Regions from separate parts of the Drosophila melanogaster genome. Here region 1 is linked to region 2. Evidence: chromatin contacts called from public targeted proximity ligation data. All regions are on one chromosome and are shown on one strand. The core of a region is the stretch at or near the end of the contact, and the rest is flanking DNA. Distances in the headings are between cores, read along the strand shown.

What was found.
Region 1: a contact with region 2 is called in a targeted proximity ligation map of the Kc167 cell line, with 4 times the contacts expected there. A contact is called at or near these places in 5 of 107 Hi-C or Micro-C datasets (the Kc167 cell line, the S2 cell line and wing imaginal disc) and 1 of 7 datasets of targeted methods (the Kc167 cell line).

Annotation. Positions count from the first base shown.
Region 1 is chr2L:14,586,957-14,590,309 of dm6, forward strand. CG42680 reads right to left here and starts at 1,278. Exons shown (of 2, transcript NM_001201881.2): 1 at 1,267-1,278; 2 at 964-1,202. The coding sequence starts at 1,278. The coding sequence ends at 1,032.
Region 2 is chr2L:14,360,604-14,363,676 of dm6, forward strand. It overlaps spel1 (spellchecker1), which reads left to right and starts at 1,466. Exons shown (of 7, transcript NM_001299002.1): 1 at 1,466-1,583; 2 at 1,643-1,692; 3 at 1,753-2,537; 4 at 2,603-3,073. The coding sequence starts at 1,535. Pgant35A (Polypeptide N-acetylgalactosaminyltransferase 35A) reads left to right here. Exons shown (of 1, transcript NM_143812.4): 1 at 1-808. The coding sequence ends at 675. It also overlaps asRNA:CR43463.

The DNA of each region.
Region 1 (3,353 bases), core at 28-2,527, 230 kb after region 2:
ACAGTGCAGCCACGATTTTTTGATCCTTGTTGAGGCTCGTTATGTGACTGGTGACTTGGTTTTGTTGCCAGTCACTTGAAAAGTCATTAATCATTTTGGGGGATTTCGCTTTTTGCGCCATTTGGGGCGTAGTTGTGCGCCGAGCTGTCGGAGTCGCTGGATTTCGACTCGGAGTGCTGCAGAAATCCATCACGCACCCAAATGGCAGCCACTCGCATCAGCCACCACCACCCAACACAGGCAACACATTCAAAGAGGCAACAGCCAACAGCTAACAGCCAACATCAATGTCAACGTCAGGCGGCGGAGCAGGACGCGGATGTGTTCGCGGATGGGAGCGCGGATGTGTGCGCGGATGTGAGCGCGGACAAGGCGACGGCAGCGACGTCTGACAGGCGGAAGAAAAGAGTCACCCATCAAGTGAGCTTGGCAAAAAGGACGAGGTGGGGTAGAGCAGTCACTGAATGAAAGTGCTTTGTGATTAGGAGTCAAAGCATATGCTTTTTAATTTGCATGTCAGCTCGCGGTGCCAGATGATGTTCTACACGCGCGGCTTAGATTAGGATGCCTGTCTATTCTACCATGCCTGTCTATTCTAGTCAGCAGGTTACTATCCGCAATTTGTGTTCTTGCCATGTGAGCTTTTTGGGAAAATTGTAGCTTAAACGGATTCGTGAAAACTGGAAAGCAAAGGGTTCAAGTGGGCATATTTGTTGAACCGACGTAGATGTAACTTGCAGTTGATCGTCAATAGAGGAAAAGGGATGATCATCATCAAAACATAATATATCTTTATACCTAAAACAAAAATGAACGCTATTCCTATCAGGAAGTATTTAGGTAGAGTGAGTGCTAAGAAGAATTTTCAATTGTATGCTTAAACTCAACCTTCTAACTCTCACAGTTCCCGAGATGTTATTGGTTGTCGATTTGTGCATTCCTTTCTACCATGTGCAAAAAACTAACAAATCTTTTCTAAAATGCGCTGCTTTATTACCACTTGATGTCAATTGTATTCTTTTCATGATCAGTTAACCTCTTCTTCCAATGTTGTAATGAACAGGTTTGCCGTTTCGCATCAGCTCCGTGATTGGATAGCTACCTCCTTGGGCGGCGTCGGCGGTGGGTTCGCACTGTGGGACATTACCAAAAACTGGAGCGGCAGTCATCAGGACAACGGCCAAAACGGCAAAAAGAACAGCCTGGTGAAGATGGTTTTAATTGTTTAATTAACTCATAATGGATTGAGAAATCTGTTAAACTCACCAACAACTTCATCTTGCGAGATTTGAATTTAAAGAATGTGTTTTCTGCAGAGTGCAATGCTTTTTATACCCCAGAGAAGTTTCTTATCGCTTCCACAGTATGATCATTACACGCTAAAGCCGCGATAATTGGGAGCTGGGTTATATTGTAACTCGGTGGAAGAACATAAATATTTCCAAAGAATCGCAATAATCAAGAATATTGTTTTTCCTGGTATTACTGCATTGGAGAATTACCAATATTCATCATAGGCTCTTACTATATTGGGGCTTTATATGGGGGTTCTATATATGATTAATCAACCTCTTCGTGCGGTATTGTATTTAATAGGTTTGCCCTTCCGGTTTGCACATTGTGGCAGATTCGCGAAAACTGGAACGGTAGTCATCAGGACAACAGCCAAAACGGCGAAAAGAACAGCTTGATGAAATTGATTTAGTGTTAAATAAAATTATTATAATCACTCAATCTGTCCAACTTACGAACAACTTCATCTGCACAGTAACACATTTTTATTGGGAGTTTTAACTATTCTAGTGTCTTTGATATAACTATTAATTTCTCAAGGTCATGCTTTTCCAATATGTTACGATTTCTTTTTTTATTGAAATTCACTGGTCAAGGCAATGAGATATATTTTCCGTCCAACAAAACGAATTGCCTACCCTTAAACTGTTTTCTTATTTTAACTAATTCCACCAACGTTATAATTTTATAAAAGTTTAACTAAAAATGCCTTCATTCAAATATATTGCTCCATCTAGCGACAATGGACAGCAATGAGATAATAAAGGGTTATTTTACATATAGGCTACAAATGGTTAACGTTATTACGCGTGTAAATTTACATATAGCTAAGTTTCGAACTACGATGGTTGGTGTATTGTCTACACCAACTTAACGAAGTAGCGGCGACACCACCAAACTTATCGAAGGGTTGACAGGACTGTAAAACTTCTGTTAACTAAGGAACTTTGCATTCTGTAACAAGAAAATAATCCTTTTGTATTTAAAATAAGTTGTTAGGAAGGAGAATCCTGCGTCGGGTAGGTCTCCTTTTTAATACTTTCTAACTTACTTAGAAATCAGCCATTTAACCAAGGCAGAAATGAAAAAAAAATTTCTAAGAACTTTGATTTTTTGCAGAAAGAGTGGAAGGAAATGTATAAAATATGTACATTTTCCAAGAAGTTCCTATTTTCAAAAAAGTGTTTGGGATGTTGGTGAAACATGATTTAATGGCAATATAGATATTAAAAGTGATTTTAGTAATGCTTTAAAATGACAAATTATGGCTTGTGACTTGTGCCAAAGAAAGTCACCAGAAACGTAAAGGTACTAAAAGTTCCTGCTGCCTGTCACCTGCCTGCCACTCGGCCATCGAGATCGTCTGCTAAAAGCCGGGCAATTAATAACGCGCACACCCCTCGCGAAACCCAAAGCTAGTCACTTAACGCTAATACTCTAGAGGCGCGGTGACTAATTAAAACAGCAGTTAAATTAGCAAAGTAAAGCTGGGCGAGTAGTTGACAAATTGTCAGCCAGATCTCCACACAAACCAAACCGATCCTATTCGAATTGAAACCCGCCGCATCTATCAGCGGCGACAGAAACACTTTGCCTGTCGTCTGCCGGCTTGTTGGTTTCTTGGTTTGTTTGTTTGGCTTTAGCCATCTGGCGGACACTATGAGTTGGCCAATTCTGCGCCATAAGATGCCGTTAAATGGACACGCAGCGCGAGCCACATCTGGAGAACGAGCTAATGCCAAATCCAGAGTCAGAGCTAGAGCCTCGGACTGGCGGCGAGTTCTCGCTCTGCGTAGCCAGAGATGCTTCCTGTTTGATAAATTTGAAAATCAATTGAAAATGCCTGAAAGGCCGACGCATCTTGGTGGGAGACAGACGGACACACACACAAGCCGAGAGAGATTCGCGGAAAAGCAGCTGGAAGCTGTTCCGACTCGAATCGGAGATGCTGCCCCCTGGGAACTGGAAGTCAACTGCTTATGTAGGACAGGAATTAAATCAGCCGAATCATTTTAAAGTATTTAGGATTAATACTGAGTTTTGGATGTTCTAATTATTTC
Region 2 (3,073 bases), core at 216-2,715:
AAGGATTACTATCTCAAGCACGAAAAGGTGCCCAAGACCTATGATTATGGAGACATTAGCGATCGCCTCAAGCTTAGGGAGCGTCTGCAGTGCAGGGACTTTGCCTGGTATCTAAAGAATGTCTATCCAGAGCTGCATGTGCCGGGCGAGGAGTCCAAGAAGTCGGCGGCAGCGCCCATCTTTCAGCCTTGGCACTCGCGAAAACGTAACTATGTCGACACATTCCAGCTGCGACTGACGGGAACGGAGCTCTGTGCCGCCGTGGTGGCTCCCAAGGTGAAGGGTTTCTGGAAGAAGGGCAGCTCCCTGCAATTGCAAACCTGCCGAAGGACACCCAATCAACTGTGGTACGAAACGGAGAAGGCGGAAATTGTGCTGGACAAGTTGCTGTGCCTGGAGGCATCCGGGGATGCGCAGGTCACGGTCAACAAGTGCCACGAGATGCTCGGCGATCAGCAGTGGCGGCACACCCGCAACGCCAACAGTCCCGTCTACAACATGGCCAAAGGCACCTGCCTCCGGGCAGCTGCTCCCACGACGGGCGCCCTCATCAGTCTGGATCTGTGCTCCAAGTCCAACGGAGCGGGCGGCTCCTGGGACATTGTGCAGCTGAAGAAGCCAACGGAGGCGGAGGGCAGGGCCAAGGAGGCGAGGAACTCGGACAAGGCGCTGTGAGCGATTCGCTCGGATCGAATAATTCCGATTGCAATATTAGACTGATAACTGTTTAGGGCAAAGTGTATTATGTTTAAATAGCCAGTATTTTTTCATCAAACTTTTTTTTTTTAATAAATATGATCAAAATGTTGATGGTGCAGTTTGATTAATGGCCAATGGTGGTGGCCTTGGAAACAGGTTTTCTTTCAAATAATTTGCAAATTAATGTGTACGAATATGTTATGTCTGCATATTTAATGATTTTGTGATGACTTATCAAAATTTAACTTAATTGTGAAAATAAATGTATGTATGTACCTACAATTTACCTTATAAATATGCTTCGTATTCGTAATACGAATATCTTATATCTGCATATTTAATGATTTTGTAATGACTTATCAAAGTTCAACTTTGAATAATGGAAATTTTTGGACCTTTACCACTACAATTTTACTTATGAATATATTTAGATAGTTAAATTCTTGCAATATAACACCTTTTTTCCATTTGCTGCAATTTCAAAACACAATTTTCAATACCGACTATCTGGTGGTAATAGAAAAACCACGTTTTTTTTTATGTATATGTGTTATGTATATATTTATAAAGAATAAAAACTTTGTTAACTATAAAATAAACCTAAGCTCGAAATTGTACCGATAAAAAAAAAATTAATTTTAGTATATTATAGACTACCTATTAATTTGTACTTAAGCAACCCTTTTTTTTTAAGTGTATGATTTGGTTTTTGCACATTTGGTATCTCTTTACAAGAAAATGGTATATTGGCTGGCATCGAATACGGTCACACTTTGTTTATGCTGAAACAGGCGCGAAATTGTGTGATTATTTTAACCATTTTAAAAGCGGAAAAATGCAGGCCAAAGCAACCGACAGCAGGCAGGAACCTACCCTGAATATGGGTAAGCTGATAAGCAGTAATAATAACTGATTAGTTACTATAATTAAACGCTGTTTGCAGACACAAATGCGCGTCGCAATTTCATCAAATTCCATGCGAAACTCGGCGAGGTAAGTAAATGCTAAATGCAATAAATCCGGTTTAACTGCATTCTACGCCGTATTTTGCAGAAACCCGCAACTACAGTGAGGTTCTTTGATCACACCGATCGCTATACGGTCCACGGCAGCGATGACTGCGAACTTGTGGCCAAAATCGTATACAAATCCACGGCCTTCATTGGCGCACTGCTGCCGGATGACAAAAAGGAGACTCTTCAGTTTGTGTCCATGTCCAAGGGCAACTTCGAGCTGGCTGTGCGCGAGCTGCTCTTGGTGCGCAATTACCGGGTTGAGGTGTACGTTAAGAATTCCAGCGATTGGGAAATCGAGTACCGCGGATCACCCGGCAATCTGCTGCAATTCGAGGACATCCTGTTCTCCAATAAGGAGGTTTTGGTCGGGAACAGCATCATCTCGCTGCTGGTTAAGCTCGATGGCGGTGGCCAGCGGCGTGTGGGTGTGGCCAGCGTCGAGCAGAACGACTGCAAGTTCCAGCTGCTTGAATTCCTAGACGATGACTTCTTCACCGAACTGGAGGCCACCGTGGTCCTGCTCGGACCAAAGGAGTGCCTGCTGCCAAGCATCGAGGGCGAATATAGTGCTGTGAAGACGCTGCTCGACAGAAATGGTGTCATGATTACGATGCCCAAGAAGAGCGGCGACAACGATCTGCTGCAGGATCTAAATCGTCTTTTGCGTTTCGCCAAGGGACAACAGGAGGATGCCACGGGCTTGAAGGAACTCCAGCTTCAGCTGGCCTCCAACGCACTGAAGACCGCCATCAAGTACCTGGACCTGGTCAATGACGCCGGAAATCTGGGACACTACGAGATCAAGCAACTGGACCTAAACCGGTAAGATCTTACCGTATTCCTTACTTCCATTGAAAAGCGAACTAATTCCTTATATTGCCATGCAGCTTTGTCCACTTAGATTCTGCTGCCGTGGCTGCGTTAAACATCATGCCAAAGCCAGGCACACATCCATCTATGCCCTCGTATCGCTGGCAAAGCGTCTTGGGCGTGCTGGATCATTGCCGTACACCACAGGGACATCGCCTGATGGGTCAGTGGGTTAAGCAGCCACTGCGAAGCCGAAATATCCTCAATGATCGTCATAACATTGTCCAGTGCCTACTCGAATCTCCAGACACAATGGAGACTTTGAGTCTCGATTATCTGAAGCGTATTCCGGATATTCTTATGCTAACTAAGAAGCTAATGCGACGCAAAGCTAATTTGCAAGATTTATTCCGCATTTACCAGGTCATTCTGAGGACCCCGAAAATTCTTAAAGTTCTGCATGAGCTCGATAATTCAACGATCGAAAGTGTGATCTGTGCGCCTTTTAAAAGCTTCCTAAAGGATCTGACAGGGCTCAAGCAGATGGT